Linked DNA regions of Mus musculus: all the other regions are linked to region 4. A link is a contact called in public HiChIP or PLAC-seq data. All regions are on one chromosome and are shown on one strand. Each heading gives the region's core, a stretch centred on a gene start, on an enhancer-like site or on the middle of the called end of the contact. The rest is flanking DNA. Distances are from core to core; before and after follow the strand shown.

What was found. HiChIP or PLAC-seq counts read pairs in DNA pulled down with a chosen protein or histone mark.
Region 1: a contact with region 4 is called in a FOXA1 HiChIP or PLAC-seq map of pancreatic cancer cells. The contact joins the promoter of Tmem191c here to the promoter of Med15 in region 4. A contact is called at or near these places in 1 of 39 promoter capture datasets (liver), 1 of 484 Hi-C or Micro-C datasets (CD4 T cells), 1 of 115 datasets of contacts at active chromatin or transcription factors (pancreatic cancer cells) and 1 of 9 other capture datasets (liver).
Region 2: a contact with region 4 is called in an H3K4me3 HiChIP or PLAC-seq map of the SCID.adh cell line, with 11 read pairs. The contact joins the promoter of Crkl here to the promoter of Med15 in region 4. A contact is called at or near these places in 3 of 484 Hi-C or Micro-C datasets (CD4 T cells, natural killer cells and uterus), 5 of 115 datasets of contacts at active chromatin or transcription factors (the SCID.adh cell line, effector CD8 T cells, embryonic stem cells and 2 more) and 2 of 9 other capture datasets (liver and pancreatic islet).
Region 3: a contact with region 4 is called in a FOXA1 HiChIP or PLAC-seq map of pancreatic cancer cells. The contact joins the enhancer-like site here to the promoter of Med15 in region 4. A contact is called at or near these places in 1 of 39 promoter capture datasets (the C10 cell line), 3 of 484 Hi-C or Micro-C datasets (embryonic stem cells and pro-B cells), 1 of 115 datasets of contacts at active chromatin or transcription factors (pancreatic cancer cells) and 1 of 9 other capture datasets (embryonic stem cells).

What each region holds. Positions count from the first base shown.
Region 1 is chr16:17,273,313-17,277,601 of GRCm38.p6, forward strand. Tmem191c (transmembrane protein 191C) reads left to right here and starts at 2,988. Exons shown (of 10, transcript NM_177473.3): 1 at 2,988-3,156; 2 at 3,322-3,445; 3 at 3,525-3,575; 4 at 3,650-3,727; 5 at 3,882-3,938; 6 at 4,030-4,089; 7 at 4,216-4,280. The coding sequence starts at 3,002.
Region 2 is chr16:17,450,718-17,455,411 of GRCm38.p6, forward strand. It overlaps Crkl (v-crk avian sarcoma virus CT10 oncogene homolog-like), which reads left to right and starts at 1,268. Exons shown (of 3, transcript NM_007764.5): 1 at 1,268-2,071. The coding sequence starts at 1,761.
Region 3 is chr16:18,193,037-18,197,564 of GRCm38.p6, forward strand. No RefSeq gene overlaps it. Among named protein-coding and RNA genes, the nearest start is that of 4933432I09Rik, 19 kb to the right of the region's middle. Within about 2 kb of position 2,130, at least 123 of the 459 cell types and tissues checked have an H3K27ac peak or open chromatin away from gene starts, as enhancers often do. A contact at or near this core is called in pancreatic cancer cells, where this site is marked.
Region 4 is chr16:17,721,409-17,725,783 of GRCm38.p6, forward strand. It overlaps Med15 (mediator complex subunit 15), which reads right to left and starts at 1,539. Exons shown (of 18, transcript NM_033609.3): 1 at 1,348-1,539. The coding sequence starts at 1,415. It also overlaps the pseudogene Gm6048.

The sequences.
Region 1 (4,289 bases), core at 1,738-4,237, 450 kb before region 4:
CAAGGTTACTTAGCAAGAACCTTATTTTTGTTTTATTTTATAAGCAACACATTTGACCATTAAAAAAAAAAAAAAGGCCAGCCCCAGAGGTGAAGCCTGTGGTGTGAGCACAGGCAGTGGAGGTGGGGGAGTCCTAAGTCATCCTTGGTACACAGTTGAGTTTCAGGCTAGTATGAGTAACATGAGACCCTGTCTCCAAGGTAATAAAAGAAAACAAAATCAAACAAAAGAAAAAAGAATCCTAGATTAGCAAAACTCAGTAAGTAAGCTGCAGGTGTGCTGGGTGGCTTATGAAGTGAGCGGTCAAAGGCCGAAGGGGAGGAAGGGACGCTGGCTGAGGGAGAGTTGCTTTGGGAAGAGCCTGTGAACAGAAAAGGCACGGAGAGGGAAGCCCAGGGGTGCGTGGCTCAGAGGGAGACACTTGTCTGGGAGGCTCACCTCCAGCCCAGCCCAGAAAATACAAAAATCAAGTATTCACACCTTCTCCCAAATTACTGGGGCCAGAAGGGCTTCAGAGGCCTGGAGCTTTGAACTTCTTGTGTGGACGAGATGAGGCAGCACTGGAGTCTGGGAATCCGAGTTATGTTGACAGCACTGGGGAATCCCAGCTTAGCCAGAGCTATCAAAACCCACAGCCCTTCCTGTAAATCAATAATTGATGTCTTGGTGCGTGATACTGGGAATTGAACCTTGTGTGTGCAGGGATTCCATTGACCAATATCCCAGCCCATTCATAGCAAAAAGCACTCATTGTTTTTGTTTTTGTTTTTTTGGAGGGGCTGTTTGAGACAAAGTCTCACCCTGTAGCAAAGGCTGGCTATGAATTTGCAGCAGGATTCCTGCCCCAGGCTATCTAATGAAGCTGTAATGGTTTATTACAGCATCCAGAAAGTATGTCCTCTAAATTATGGAATAAATTAGCTTCTTAAAATCTTTAGAGAGATTATATCACCACAGAGTGTGAAAAGGTCCAGTGTGCAGTTAGGAGCACTTGTTGCTCTTCCAGAGCACTGACTTTAGTTCCCATCACCCACATAGGTGGCTCACAACTGCTGGAATTCCAGCTTCAAGGGATCTGATGGACTGCTGAGGCATTTGCACAGATGTGGTATACACACACACACACACACACACACACACACACACACACACACACAGAGAGAGAGAGAGAGAGAAATAAATTGAAGAAAATGATTAAGCAGGTTCCTAGGGAAGTAAGGGGTTGTGTCAAGACCAGCCTGGCTGCAGAATGAGACCCCTTGAGCTAACAGAACCCCTAGATCACAAAACTACATCCCTCCTTTTCTTACTCATACCACACAAGCCCAATCAAAGGTTCTCTAGAGCTGAAACCATGGAGAAAAGAGACCATCAGGCCACCCTAGCACCCAGGTCCTCCCAGGTCCTTCAGCACCACTCAGCACGGCACTATGCTAGGGAAAATCCAGCCACTGAGACCACGACAAAGTTTCATAGCACATGGGGGAGAAAAACATTAAAAATTTTAATTTTAAATGTTTTTCTCAAGCCGGGCACGGTGGCGCATGCCTTTAATCCCAGCACTTGGGAGGCAGAGGCAGGCAGATTTCTGAGTTCAAGGCCAGCCTGGTCTACAAAAGTGAGTTCCAGGACAGCCAGGGCTACACAGAGAAACCCTGTCTCGAAAAAACAACAGCAACAAAAAAATGTTTTTCTCAAAAGTTTAGCACTCCCTGCTTGGTCACTCAGAATCTAAGGTGAGGCACACCTGGTTTAGCCTGTAGTTACAGTAGTTACAGCTACTGTGGCTCTTAAGATTTATTTATTTTTATTTATTATTATTATTATTTTTTTTTTGAGACAGGATTTCTCTGTATAGCCCTGGCTGTCCTGGAACTCACTCTGTAGACCAGGCTGGCCTCGAACTCAGAAATGCGCCTGCCTCTGCCTCCCGAGTGCTGGGATTAAAGGCGTGTGCCACCACCGCCTGGCTAATTTATTTATTTTTAAAGACTTATTTATTTTTATTTATATGAGTACATTGTCACTGTCTTGAGGGCATCAGATCCCATTACAAATGGTTGTGAGCCACTATGTGATTTCTGGGAATTGAACTTATGACCTCTAGAAGAGCAGTCAATACTCTTAACCGCTGAGCCATGTCTTCAGTCCTTCTTTAAAAAAAAAAAAAAAAAAAAAGATTACACACACACATACACACACACTCACACACTATAGCTGTCTTCAGACACACCGGAAGAGGGTATCAGATCCCATTATAGATGGTTGTGGATCACCATGTGGTTGCTGGAAATTGAACTCAGAACCTCTGGAAGAGCAGTCAGTGCTCTTAACCATTGAGCCATCTCTCAAACCCTCTCATTTTTTCTTTCTTTTTTTCTTTGGTTTTTGTTTGTTTGTTTGTTTTTTCGAGACAGGGTTTCTCTGTGTAGCCCTGGCTGTCCTGGAACTCAGGCTGTAGACTAGGCTGGCCTTGAACTCAGAAATCCGCCTGCCTCTGCCTCCCAAGTGCTGGGATTAAAGGCGTGGGCCACCACACCCGGCCCTCATTTTCTTTTGAGTCAGGGTCTTGTTTAGACCTCTAGGCTGACCTTGAACTCTAGGTGATCTTGCCTCAGCCTCTAGTATTTTGGGATTACAAGGTACGGACCATCAAGTCTGGTCCTTCCTTAGAACTTTAGTAACTTTTTACCAATCAGATCTGGACTGTGATATTTTTGTTTTTTGTTTTGTTTTTCTTTTTTTTGAGACAGGTCCGCATGTAGCCTTGGCTAATTTCAAACTCCGTATGTAGCAAAGGATGACCTTGAACTCCTGATCTTCGTGCCCTCACACCTCCAAGAGATAGAATTACAGATGTGGGCAACCAAGCCCGGCTTTGTATACCTGAATTGGTCGGGCGTGATCCGTCTCGGTTGGGTTCGGGCGCCCTCTGCTGCCTATTGTGACGCGGGCCACCAAGTTACCCAGGCGGTGGAGGTCGGGGCGGAGCTCTGGAGCCATGACTGAGCCGCAGGAGCAGCTGCTGCAGCTGCAGAAGGACAACCGAGATGGCCGCCTGCGGAAGCAGGAGCTAGAAGAGCTGGTGCGTGGGCTGGAAGCCGAGAGCGAGAGCCTCACCGGGCGCCTGGAGGAGCTGCGGGAGCGCGAGCGCAGGTGCGAGGGCACCGAGGCCCCGGCAGGCTTGTTGGCAGTCTCGCTCCAGGCAGTGGGACCCTAGTCTGGAACTCTCAGGCTGGTGGCGGCTCCTTCCCAAAATATCTTGCTCCCTGGTTTTATCCCAGACCAATTCTCCGCCCCCTCTCCCCCTCCCCCGTGTAGCCTGCAGCGGAGACGAAGTCAAGCATCACGAGCCATTCGAGGCGAGGCATGTGAGGCGGCACGGGAGCGTGCGGAGCGGGCTCGTGGGCTGCTGGAGGCGGCGGAGCAGCACCGGCAGGACCTGGTGCGGGCAAGAGCAAGAGGCGGCTCCCGGGGTGGCTAGGCTGGAGGAGGGGCCTAGACAGCCTGGACCCTGTTCGCAGGAGCAACACAATCGGAAGCTGCAGGAACAGTGGGAGGAACTGTCCAGTCAGGTACGTGCAGTGTCTCAGATCATGCCCTAGTCCCCAAGATCCTTGAGCCAGGCACTCACGAGTTCGGTCCCCAGCTTTTCTACTATGGAGGGGAGCAGCTAAGTCAACAGCGAGCGGAGCAGCAACTAGGGAACCAGCTTGTGGCGCTGCAGGTACTTGGGCGGGGCTGTGGGCGGAGTATGGCTGTGGGCAGGGTTATGTGCATTTGTGGGCAGAGTATCAGCCTTCAAGGCCGGGGACCGAGCCTCGAGGCCCAGTGGTGTGCGAGGACTTCAGGTTCTTGACATCACTTGAATCCTCCCGAAGAAACATCTGGAGCTGGCGGAGGCCAAATTCAGCATGCAGGCAGAGGACCTGCGGCAGGTGCGAATGGCGCTGGACTCTGGGGGGGGGGGGGAAGGCGTGTGGGGAGGGCCTGTCATTGCGATGCTCATACCAAGCCCCTGGCTTCTAGGGTGCGCAGCGGACAGAAGAGGCCTGGGCCAGCTTCCAGGAGCAGAGTGGAGTCCTGCAGGTGTGACCCCTCGTTTCTGACAGCGGTTCTCTTTCGAATGCCCTGCGGCCTCGACTCTTTCTTCCTTACTCTCTGACTCGCGATGTAGCGCATCCTCTGCCCTGAATCCCTATTGCCATCCTTCAGGAGCTGCAGGGGAAAGTGATGGAGGCAGCAGCTGCGCTGGAGGCTACGCGCGGTGGCTCGGAACCGTAAGAATT
Region 2 (4,694 bases), core at 18-2,517, 270 kb before region 4:
CCATTTTTGTTGGGTTTCATAGAGCTCAGCTGCCTTGAACTCATGATCCTCCTGCCTCCATCTCCTAGTGATGGGATTATTGGTATGTGTCACCACCACTGGCTTGGGACATGCCTTCCTGTTTATCTAATTTGGGAATGCTATGACCAATAATCCAGCATCTGTTTTTGTGGTGATTTTTCACAATAGTCATTCATTTAACAAATTTCTGATCATTCAAGACTAGATGTGGATTTAAGGCAGGCAAAATATAGGTAAATAAGACAGTATTCTGTGGTATTAAAATTTCATCCTAGCCTGTTGGTGGTCAGAGTTAGTTCCAGGACAGCCAGGGCCACACAGAGAATTCCTATCTTGATAGATAGATAGATAGATAGATAGATAGATAGATAGATAGGCCGGGCAGTGGTGGCGCATGCCTTTAATCCCAGCACTTGGGAGGCAGAGGCAGGCGGATTTCTGAGTTCGAGGCTAGCCTGGTCTACAAAGTGAGTTCCAGGACAGCCAGGACTACACAGAGAAACCCCGTCTCTAAAAAACCAAACAAATAATTAAATAAATAGGTACTAGTCGGGTTGGAGGGAGAAATATGTCAAGGGAGGCAGAGCTGAAACTGAGCAACGTGGAATGGCAGGAAATGAACTGTTGCAGAGCAACAGGCTTCAGGCCAGACACAGGTGTTGCATTTCACTTGTTACACTTTACAGCCGGTAGTGTCCAGTCATCCTCACCAACACACTGTCCTCCTCGTAAAGTATTAGTCAAACTGATCTTCACCATCATTCCACGTGTACCAAGGAGGATCACCTAGGGCAGGCGTTATTTGATAGGTTATTCAGTAACCTATTTGATGGTCACCTCACTCCCTAGGTCATGCCCTTCCTGAGCCACCTGATTTACCAGGGCCTTCTGGCTCGCAATCATCTGACGGCCACGCCTTCTTGGCCGGACACTCAGCAACCACTCTACGCTTTGTTCACAGAAACAGGTTTTCAAAACGCTGTTCCCTCTCGGCTCCAGCTGTTTTCCTGCCAAGCCCGGGAAGCCTGACAGCAGCAGCTTCTCGGCGGCTGCTTTGCGGTCCAGGAAGGGCCTGACCCTCTGCCTCCTCCCGGAACGCGGGAGCCCGCGCGAGTGGCTCACGCTGGGACCCTCGCGAACGCACTCCTGATTGGCAGCGCCCAGTGACGTCAAAGGAAGGGCCTCCGCGGTGGAGGGGGTAGAGCCCAGCTCCGCGCGTGCGCAGATTGAATGCGCTGGACCAAGGGGGAGGTGCCCGGCTGCTTCTCCCGCGTCCGCCATTTTGTTGCTGTGGCTATTGGGAGCGGGCTGGGTAAGACTGCTCGGGAGGCGCGACTCTTGTTGGAGTGCGGTGCTTCGTGTGACCGCGGGGATCGGTGCAGGCTCTTGAGGCTGTGGAGCCGGCGGCGGGTTCCAGGACAGAAGTCACTGGAGCCTCCCCTGTACTCCGGCCAGCTGAGAAGCCCGAGGCGGCCTCCGCTACTGCTCAGCTTCGCCCACCTCGACCCCGGGGCTTTGCCCAGTGTTCCCGGACCGGCTCTCCGTGAGGCGGCCCGGTGCAGGAGGGCGGTGGCGGAGGATGCTGCGGGGCCCGGAGCCTAGAGGAACGTCCTGACCAAGCCCTCTGATTGTTCCTCGAAGTGTTCTGAGAGGCCCTTCCTCGACCCCAAAGCCGACAGCGGGTAAAGGCTTCCCAAGCAAGAGAGCCGCAGACGCCGCCCATCCCCGAGCCCAACACCATGTCCTCCGCCAGGTTTGATTCTTCAGACCGCTCTGCCTGGTACATGGGGCCAGTGACTCGCCAGGAGGCGCAGACTCGTCTCCAAGGCCAGCGCCATGGCATGTTCCTAGTCCGGGACTCATCTACCTGCCCCGGGGACTATGTACTGTCCGTGTCCGAGAACTCGCGTGTCTCGCACTACATCATCAACTCCCTGCCCAACCGCCGCTTTAAGATCGGGGACCAGGAGTTTGACCATTTGCCGGCCTTGTTAGAGTTCTACAAGATCCACTACCTGGACACTACCACCTTAATCGAACCGGCGCCCAGGTACGCGAGCTCCTGCCCTTCTCCGGTTCAGAACTTGACCGGATGCGAAGGGTCGGTCAAAGATTAAATTTTGGGGGTAGGGTAGGGGATAGAACTCCTTTTCCTCATTCTAAATCAGAAGACATTCGGATTATAAGGCCAATATCAGGATCTGGGTCATTGGATGAAAGGATGCATTTTATTTAGACATTTAGCAGTGCTGCTTGCATTGTTTAAATGCACCCCTAACCCCCCACATATATACACAGTTTTGCCACTTTACTTGACTGTAATACTAATGCAGAATGCTTATTAACGACGCTAAAAATATAGACTTCCTTGAGATTCTGAAGATAGCCATGACTCCTCCTTTCTCGAAATTCTTGTACACCATTTAAGGTTTTTGTAACTCCTGCATTTTTCAACTAACTTTAGGTTACAAAGTGGCCTTCGGCCTTTGGAATAATCCTTAAAATGGATCGAAAGTGTAGAAATCTCAGAATCTGATTCTCTAGCACTCATTTTTAAAACTGGGATTACCAAGAGAAGACAGTGGGATTATATTTGAAGAAATTTGTATCCTCACCGTTCCTTCCTCAGGGGTGGGAAGTGTATTTACCTAAATTCTACATTAATTCAATTTTAGTTTTTTTTTTTTTTGTAATTAAGTCTAGTGGTTTAACATATGCTTTAAAGACCCCTAAGTAGAGCTAGCTGAGATAGATACACACCCCTAGTCCCCTAAGGAAAGAGGACCTTGATTCCAAGTCAGACTGAGCTGTAGCAAGACCCTGTCTTAAAGAGAAAGATATTGATCCCCAAGTGTTCTCTTTTTCAAGTAAAATGCATTATTTTATAATTTGCTTTAATTTCCCTAACGAATATCATCAAATGATACAGTGTGAATTGAAAAGGTGTCTAGAGACTTTAAAAGATATTTTCCTGCCCAGTTTATTTCTAAGCTATTTTCTAAAAAAAGAATTAAAGGCTGATTTAGATTTTTCAGGGTGAGGCGACTTCATAAAGGTGAAATTTGCTCTGAACTTTGAAAATGAAAAGATACTATAATTAATTAAGGGCACCTACTTAAATCCAAAGAGTTTCTTCTTTAGGATAGAATAATGAAGGTGGGGTGGTTAACCGTTGCCAGACCGAGTGGATTTTAGGAAGTGTGGAGAAGGCTAAGCCTGATGATGAGTGAGGGGAAGTGTTTGCAGTGAAAGCTGGGTGACCTACCTGCCTTTGGTTCCCACCAGGGGAATGTGAACAGAGAGCCCACCCCCACAGAGTTGTCCTTTAGCCTCCGTGTGCTGAGTGAGTACTCACACACAAAGAATTGTTAAAAATGTAAAACACAGAAAAGTGACTGTAAAAAGTGATGTGTTATCCAGATGAGAATATAAAATTCTGTGAAACACGAAGTTCCTAGTAGATGCTGGCAGGTGCTGTCAACTTGAATCATCTTCAATGTAAGAGCTTGAAGAGACTTAGGATGGATAGTGTTTAGTCGTATATTTAAGTAAACTCACTTCTCGAATTGTGAACATTATGTTATTGACTTCAGGCCTTTATTAAAACATGCAACAATGTGACAGGTGTTGGAGAAAGTTTAAGTTAATTATTAGAGTCACCTCAAAGAGGGAAATATATACTGCAGTGGCTTCCTGCTAGTTACAAGATCTGATTCTACTTCATGTGTCTTCTCAAGTACCAAATGTAATTTTCTGAGTTTTTCATTAGCTCTGCTTGACACACATTCCTATCTTTTCTGTTTTGTTTAATTTCCAGATGAAAGTAATAACCAAATCATAATTATCCCTAACTTGATATCACTGTCCCGTGTACAGCTGCAAATTGTACATTATAAATTTTGGAATAGATGGCAGTGTACCTTGGGGGATATTCTTTAGTATCTCAGCTTAAATATAACAACTACTAATATTCTCTTAATTGATGTTATGCTTTATGATAAAGAAATTGAGGGGAAAACTGAATATCTGTACAAACACATAATTAACAAAATATGGTAGAAACACTCCTGTTGATTATAATCCTAACTGGTCATGTGGCCTTACTGGATACTCATAAATACCCCTCTCTACTACATGTTGTATTTCTCCACCCTCAGCGGGCACCTGAGGGCTTGCCTTTTCTGGAGCAATGACCTATGTCTTCATTCTTGATGGTTCTGTGCCTTTTGTCATCCTGCTTGGATTAGGCTGTTATAGTTACCCACTGACTAAAAAACCTAGGACACAGCACTAAGAGACACCCTAAAGGATCGCCTGTATTCCAGACATCATCTTTCTTCCTCCATTGTGGAGAAGCAATCCAATTCTCCCTTGGTAATCTGGACCAGTTACCCCTCTTAACACTGTTTTCCTTTCTTAGCCTGTTGACGTAAGGGCATCAGATACCCATAGTGGCCAGAGGGAAGCCTGAGCTTCCATGTCAGTGGAATGTTTGTAGTGTCTCCTGGCAGGAACCCTTCCCCCACTGGAACCAAAATTTCTAAGACAGCAGAATTTAAAGTTGCCAGAACCGGAAGCAAAAAATTTCCTAGTGGGTGATAGTGAGTGGGACCATCTCCTCTTTCACCCCTTGGTTCTTGAACCCATGGGTAAGCTGCTGCTACCTAATCTAA
Region 3 (4,528 bases), core at 880-3,379, 470 kb after region 4:
CTTCACTGTCAACTTGACTGGATTCAGAATAACCTTGCAGGTTTTTATAAGAGGGGGCTGGAGAGATGGCTCTGGTGTTAGACCATGATCCAGATTTAGTTACCAGCCTCCATGGCAGCTCACAATCACCTGTAACTCCAGTGCCAGGGGATCTGATGGCCTCTGAGGAGACCAATACATCCATTCATGCAGGCATACACATACATACATACATACATGCATGAATACATCATACATACATACATACATACATACATAAAAACAAAGAGGACATGAAATCAGGAGGGGGATATGGGGCAGGTTTTAGGAAAAGTCGGAGCAGGGAATGGAAGTAAATATCATCAAATATAGTGTATGCATATATGAAAGTCTTAAATAGAAAATAAAGCCGTGCAGGAGACAGCATTGTGGGGTCTGTAAGTGCAGCTCCAGAGAGTTTAGCTGGGGAGAGACGACCCGCCTGCCACCTCCAGTTCCTGCGCATTCCTGCCGTGGGGGAACGCACCCTCAAGCTGTGAGCCACGGTAAAACATTTCTTTCTTAAGTTGCTCTCCTCAGGTACTTTGTCACAGCAACTGGAGAGTATGCAGAGGACACCATGTTTCCAGGAATCCAAACCAACCGTACCCCATGCACAGGCACACACAGCCCTCTCTGTGTCTCCAGCCCTGGTGTGTCCCTTGGAGCCACAACTCCCATTCCCCCCACATTGCCTTACCCTCCCCCCCCCACCCCCTACCCCCACTCCCACCTCACCCCTGAAGAGAGGAGGAGCCTCCAGGGTCACAGCAGGGCTCCTGCCCCACGTGTTTGTCCAGTCCTGTGTGGTGACTGTCTCCAGAGAGCCCGACCCAACAGGAACAGAGGTGGGAAAGACTGTGGGGTGGCAACTAGAAACCCCTTGTTCCTGAACTGGTGCTATAAGGAGATCCAACTGAAATTCCCCAGTTGGGAGGTGTCTGTCCTTACACACAAAGTCAAGGCACGGCCTAGGCACAGCAGTGTGGCAGTCCTCATAGGAATCGGGGCCCAAAGTATCTGTATTGCCGGACCCAGGGAAGTAACTGCCATGGAGGGTCACAGAGCCCTGTGTCCAGTAGACAGGACAGGAGAGCCAAAACATGGCTGCAAAGGCCAGCCCTTGCACAAGGGACCAGAAAGCACAAAAGCTGCGCCCCTCAGCCTGAGAGTTTGTCTCCCATCCTTCTGGGCCAGCTTCCAGCACTGAAGATCCACCAGCTTTCCTGGTTTACCATGTGCCCGTCACACAGCTCTGCTCAGGCTCAGGCAGGCCAGAGACAGTGCTCACTTCACACCTTCCCCTCCCACACAGTTCTTCGGAATACAGTGGCCACTGCCAGCAAGGACCCCTGGGAAATCAGCTGATGCCAATAAACCTCCCTCGGATACCGTAGGGTCCCCAGTGTACCATTGCTCTTCCACATCAACCAGTCCACCGCAGCTGTGTCTCGGAGCCCTCATCCATCAGAGGCGGGGTCAGCCCAGGGCTGCTTTCCCACAGCCTGTAGCCCACCCAGAGCTCAAACCCTCAGTAGTGCCTCTCAGCACTTGCCTGGCTCCATTGCTGGGGCTGCAGCTCATCCAGCATCATGGTCAGGAGTCGGGTACTGGCTGGGCTTGCCACCCGCCAGCCTGACATTTCCAAATAGGCTAGCAGTGCTTTGTCAGCAGGCAGAACACGCACTGTCAGCAGCTCCCCAGATACCAAATGCCAGTGTGGCTACCCAGGCATGGCAGGATGAGGCCTGGACTGGGCGTGGGTGCAAGAGCTGTGGACGGGAGTCCTGGGGCTGCCCTGGGGAGAATGAGCTGATCTTTGCCAGCCAGCCAGCTCCAGTCTTTTCTGGCCAAAACCCCGCAAGGCTCCACCCTTCCCTCTCTCATAACAGGTGTCCACCGTAGCCCTGGGTGGGCCTCAGCACCCAGCAACTCTCGTTGGACTGTATAGCCTGCTTCTCCCCAGGTGTCTGCACGGTCTAAAAATCAAAGCCACGGCTACCCCAAGAGTCCCAGCATGGGCTTTAGGGAGCATTTCCTACCACATTGCTGGGCCCAGCCTGGACAGCCAGCTGGGACTGGGAGAGCAGACAACAGCCAGCTCCATGGGCCCAGGCAAGTCTATTGAAAGAAAACGTGGGTGAGGCCAAGCCCCGCCCACAGCTCCACAGTTCCCTGGAGGGCCTCACCCACCAGCAGGTTGGCATTCAGGGTGGGGAAGCAAAGACAGTGACTGGAAGATGAAGTGTGAATGACTCACGGGTGTCACAGCTCCTTGACTTTCAAGGAAGTTAGAATAGACTGAAGCCAGTCCTAGATTGTGGTAATTGCTCATAGCAGCGCGGGCCAATTAGCATGTGACTGAGGAAATGAAAACAAGACTTTTTTCTCCTGTTAAAATATTTCAATACAAAATGTAGGAGGCTCTGCTGCTAAATGGAGTCTGCCTGTGAGGAGGACACTGTGCAGGAGACTCACTTGGGTCCTAGTACACATGTCCCAGGAATATGACCCCTGCCAGTACATGACCCCAGGAGGACATAAGCCTGGGAGGAATTCACGTTTACTCCAGCCCACGTGGAGAGTGCCATCCAGTTCAGTAATTAACAGTCATATTGTGCCCGGTGATATCATCAGCTGGGGCAAATCAAGGGGGGGGGGTGAGATGGGCAGGGGCAGCTGGGGCAGCTGGAGCAGGTGGGGAGGTAAGATGGGCAGGGGCAGCTGGGGCAGCTGGGGAGGTGAGATGGGCAGGGGCAGCTGGGGCAGGTAGGGCAGCTGGGGAGGTGAGATGGGCAGGGGCAGCTGGGGCAGGTAGGGCAGCTGGGGAGGTGAGATGGGCAGGGGCAGCTGGGGCAGGTATAGATGGTAGAGCAGGTACTGCTGGGTAGCAAGATAATACCTGAGGATGTGAACTGATGGAGAGGAGACCTGGGTCTGCAGAGCAGGTGCTGGGCCCTGTTCCTGCTGTGGCTGGAGTGCAGCAAGGAAGATGGAGGCTTCTTGGTCTTTTGCTCAGAGTCCCCTCTTCCCCTGTGCCTCTTGGGGACTCCAGCACCTCCAATAAGGTCCGAGCAAGTGCAGAACTTTTATCAAAGGCTGTTCCTGGCAATGCCCTACTGTGGACTACCTCCCCACTTTTAGCAGGGCCTCATCTGCCTCTGTACCCATAGGAAGGTATTGGGGCTCTGGTGGTATAGTCCCCGCAGCTGGCAGCCCCAGCACTCCCTTTGTACTTGTGTCTTCCTTGTGACACCCCAGAGCTGGCAGAAGACTGACAGAAGCGAGCCAGGGCCCCTCAGCATACTGGGCACATCACCTCTCCCTCTCTGCAACTCTGCAGCATCTTTGAGCTGGTTACCATCAGCATCCCTGGGATCACAGTCACAACATATGAGTGGGAGGCTAAGTCACTGATCCCAACAGTTAGAACATAGCAGGGCCACCTTCTTAGAGTTGAGTCCTGACAGACAAGCTTACTGGGGCAGGACCCTGCCCAGCCTACCTTGTTCTCAAAGTCAGTTCTTCTTCTTGAAGGTCTTCTCAGGGCTGTGGATACCCACACTTGCTAACAGGGCTGCCAGGCCTAACTCAGGCCGATTGGTGGCTGATTGATGGGTAATTGTTTTACCTCTGAACAACCCAAGCCCCATAATTTCAAGGCATAAATCCCAGCCTGTCGGGCTTGGCTGACATGCAATGACACCCAGAATTAAACGGGAGCATAACAATTAACAGCCCATAAAAGTGTTTCTAACGGAGCTAGCCAGGGAGCACTACCAACAGGCTCCATCCCCTGGTGGGGATCCACACAGAGGCCATGTCCAGGAGGGAAGCGCTGCTCACTCTTCTCACCAACAGCTCCCACTCCTGGGATAAAATCACACCCTGGATTCAGCACTGCCCAGGCCCACACCCTGCTTGGGCGAGGCCCCTAAACCAGAGATCCTTAATCCTGCCACCCCCTCAGCTCCTGGTATGACAGGCACTATGAGCCCCCCCCCAACCCTCCCCAGTCATTTGGAGGTCACTAGTGAACATGTGCAGCCATATGCAGAGGTAGAAATCAAGAGCCAAACTCCAAGCGGCCCACAATGCCCTACCCAGTCATTCCCACAGCTCCATCTACCCTACCCTACTCTACCCTACCCTTGTTCCCAGTGTCACCATGCTCAGACAAGCGCTCATATTCAGCCTCACACCAGGGTCATTTTGGAGGAAACCACACTAAGAGAGGCCAGCAGGCTGTCCCCAGGACTCCCGTGCGCTTCACTCTTAGGACCATATGGAGGCCTACAGGGTCCAGAGCTCTTTTAGAGAATGTTCAGCCCACTCCTGCTCCTGCTCCTGCTTTTGACCTCTCTAGCACCTGCCCTCAGAGTTGCAAAGCTTGGGAGCCTCAGGCCTGGACAGCAGTGAAAACAAAGGTTCCTCCTTTCAGATCCCCACAGGGTCTCCAGCTCCGGAGCTGAGCTGGGGAGCAAGGCCTCTGAGAAGTGAGGAAACATGA
Region 4 (4,375 bases), core at 289-2,788:
TCCTCTTTCAAGTTCAGCACTTAATACTGGTCTTTATGATCTCTGCCAACCAAGTCTTCTACAATCAACTCATGAGACCATATGATCTAAATGAAAAAAAGACAGAACCCCCACCAACCCTTCCAAAGGAAAAAAACTCCCCAAATTGCCTATTTGGCCTCTCTTGGGTCCCTAATTCATCTCCAGGGACTCAGGGGCCTTCCCAACACTAATGCTGCACCACCTCAAGGCAGACCACGTGTAAAACACTGGAGGAAGGGCCGGGCAGTGATCCCAGCGCTTGGGAGGTAGAAGTAGGCAGATTTCTGAGTTCCAGGACAGCCAGGACTACACAGAGAAACCCTGTCTCGAAAAACTAAAAAACAAACAAACAAACAAACAAAAAACCACGGGTACAAGTTGTTTGCCCAAAACACCCAACACTAACCATGCCAGCATCTGCTCATCCTCATGATGTATCCTTGACTACTTTGCTTCAAAGACCCAGAACTCTCCACCTACAGCCGTCCATCCTGATGCTTTCACAATCATCTGCTGGGAATGGTGGCCTGTCACCCTCCTACTTTTCTCTCTAGAGCTCAATCTGTCACCTACTCGAGGCTGCTCCAGTCTACTCAACTGACACTTTAGCACCCACAAAAATGACTGAGCATTGGCACGACTGTACTGTTTCTTTACAGACAGACAGTACCAACCCTCAGGGGAAAAGCTGTGCCACAGGCAATTTTCTGAACACTTTAGGAAACTCAGTAAAATGGCTAAGTGCAACAAGCACTCTGCAGTGCTCCGTGGGCAGAGGGCATCCCTGCCCTTCACTCCCGAAGTTCCCACAGCTATTTCCTGCTACCCTTTGGCCAAGTTGACACACCTTGTGGAAGAAACCGGAGCACTCTTCTATTCCACTGCCTACAACCCAAACACATCAATCTTCCAATTTACCTTCCTTCCAGCCTCCTCCAACTCATTGATGTGGTTTTCGTTTTATTTATTTATTTTATAAAAGAAGCCACGCGGCACCCGTGTAAAATCTCTGGCTGCCTCATTCTCTTTCTATATTCGGTGCGAATCGAAGCAAAGGAAAATCTGCACACAAATGACGAGGCGGCTCAGGACGATGACTCACTAGCCAGGGCACTAGCTGGGTTTGCAGAGTTCCTCCCCAGAAAAACTAGCCAGCAGTCCCTGTCTGCCGAGAAAGGCCAGAGAGACTCCAGGAGGACCCTTGTACGTCCCCGGCACCCAGCGGACACCGCAGCTTCTGACCAGGGTCAAGAGCGGGTCTAGCCCGGCCTCACCCTCCCCGCCCGGAAGGTCCGACCACCGGTCCTTGCCCCAGGCCACACTCACATTTGGCTGACCAGCTTCTGCCGAAAGGCGGCGCTACGCCAGTCGGTCTCCTGCCCCGAAACGTCCATGCCCGGAGCCCCTACTCTTGTAGCCCGAGTCCCTACCGGCCACCCCCGGCGCCGCCGCCTCTACCACAGCGACAGGCCCGAACCCGGAAGCCGAGCGATCCCGCTACTGGGCCACGCCGGAAGTACAGGAAGAATTGTGGGAAATGAAGTCTTGCTTTTGTATACGCATGCGCGCCACAGAAAGAGAGAGGAAGAGAGGAAGGGGAGAGGGGGAGAGGGGAAGAGGGAGAAGGGGAGAGGGGGAGAGGGGGAGAGGGGGAGAGGGAGACACAGAGGGAGAGACAGAGATACAGAGGCGGAAACACAGACAGAGGCAGAAACAGAGAGAAAGACAGAAAAAAGAGACAGAAAGACAGACACAGAGACAGATACAGAGACAGAGAGAGACACACATGCGGACACATAGACACACACACACCACACACAGACACACATACAGAGTCTATGTATATTTTGTTGCCAGTGTTGGGATAATTGCTAATGTATAACATATTTTTGGTATTTTAAATAAATTTGGTATTTAAATATTGAGATTTTAATTTCTAACATATGTTAAGTGTACATAAGTATATGTACATTCTACAGTCATCAAAATAAAGCTAGTATTTCACCAACAAGCAATGTTAGGTTTAGGATCTCTGCTCATTGAATCATTAAGCTCCATATTTAAAAGGAAAGCAAAAGCATTATTTCTGTTAATGTTTTCTCTGTGGTTCATATTCCTTGCTTCTTAGTGGTGCATCCCTTAATACAGGACATTTTGGTCTAAGTGGATAATTGTTGCTGGGCTTATGTGTCTCGAGTTCACCTTTCAATGTTTATATGATTTAAGTTTAGAGTAGAGATTACAAGGTAACTAACCAATTTTGTAAGTCTTCATTTTTTCCAACAATATGTAAGGCCTCATTTTAGAACTTTGTTTGTCCCAGCACTTGGGAGGCAGAGGCAGGCAGATCTCTGTTGAATTCAAGGCAGCCTGGTTTACATACTGAGTTCCAGGACAACCAGGGCCTATGTAGAGACACATTGTCTCAAACAAACAAAAACAAACAACACCCAAAATGAACCCCAAAATAAATAAATAAATAGACAAATAAAGAAATAAATAAAATACATGTGTTTATTATTATAGAAGAAAGCACCCTTTAAAAAAAAAAACTTTTGGCCTTTGGAAAAGTCTTAAACACAAATGAATTAAAAACTGAGTGTCAGGGCTGGAGAGATGGCTCAGAGGTTAAGAGCACTGACTGTTCTTCCAGAGGTCCTGTGTTCAATTCCCAGCAACCACATGGTGGCTCACATCCAATGTACTGTTTTGGTGTGCCAGAATATCTGAAGACAGCTACAGTATATACATGAAATAAATAAATAAATAAATCTAAAAAAAAAAAAAAACCCCTGAGTGTGGGGGCTGGAGAGATGGCTCAGCCATTAAGAGCATTGATCTATTGCTCTCTTCTGGTGTGTCTGAAGACAGTTACAATATACTCATATACATAAAATAAGTAAGTCTTTAAAAAACTGAGTATGGGGGTTGGGGATTTAGCTCAGTGGTAAAGTGCTTGCCTAGCAAGCCCAAGGCCCTGGGTTCGGTCCTCAGCTCCGGAAAAAAGAAAAAAAAAAAAAAAAAAAAAAAAAAAAAAAAAAAAAACTGAGTATGACAAAACTTAAAAAGAAAATTCAAAACCACCAAGCATGGTGGTGCGTGGTGATGCATGGTGGTGCAGGTATGGTGCTGAAGACATGGTGGTGCATGGTAGTGCATGGTAGTGGAGGCATGGTGGTGCATGGTGGTGCAAGCATGGTGGTTCAGGCATGGTGGTGTATGGTGATGAAGACATGGTAGTGCATGGTGGTGCAGGCATGGTAGTACATAGTGGTGCATGGTGATGAAGGCGTGGTGATGCATGATGGTGCATGGTGGTGCTTGGTGGTGCAGGCACGGTGATGGTGATACAGGCATGGTGATGCAGGCATGGTGGTACACCACTTTAATCCCAGTCCTTGAGAGGCAAAATTTGGCAGTACAGCTGGAGAAAGCTAATTCAGGTTCTTTATCTAAATCTTTTTTTTTTTTTTTTTAAGAATAGGAAAGCCAGGCATGGTGGTACATGCCTTTCTTCCTTCCTTTCTTTTTCTTCCTTCCTTTTTTTCTTCCTTCCTTTCTTCCTGCCTTCCTTTCTTTCTTTCCTTTAAAGATTATTTATTTATTTATTTATTTATTTATTATGTATATGAGTACACTGTATCTGTACAGATGGATGTGAGCCTTCATGTGGTTGCTGGGAATTGAATTTAGAACCTCTGTTTGCTCCGGTGGGCCCTGCTCACTCCGGCCCAAAGATTTATTTATTATTATAAATAAGTACACTATAGCTGTCTTCAGACATACCAGAAGAGGGCATCTCAGATCTCACTATGGATGGTTGTGAGCCACCATGCAGTTGCTGAGATTTGAACTCAGGACTTTTGGAAGAAAAGTAGGTGTTCTTAACTGCTGTGCCATCTCTCCAGCCCCCTTTATCCAAATCTTAGATTCCCCAAGCCATGTAGTCAGAGACCTTCACACAGCGTGGAAGCTTCACACAGAGAGTGGAAGATGTCTTGCACCCATAAAGATTTCAATAGTGCATTATAAACAGAAAAGGCAGCTGCCGGTCCATGACAAAATCAACCCAACCACGTCAACATGGGTAAGCTCATGACCAGAAAGAGAAGGCGGTAACAGCTCAACGATAGTCAAGCCTTCTTCCTCGTGGTGACCTGGCACAGCGTGGTGAGTATGTGTAAGACTATCTCCAAGGCATATGAGAAGAATGAAGACGACTTCTTGTTCGTGGTGCATGCCTCCCAGGCGACATTCAGACCCACATTAGCCGTATAAGACAAGAAAAACGCCTAATGTTTGTTAAGCTCCTACCAAAGGGATGGGGAAAGGACCATTCCCAGTAGAGTCCAGG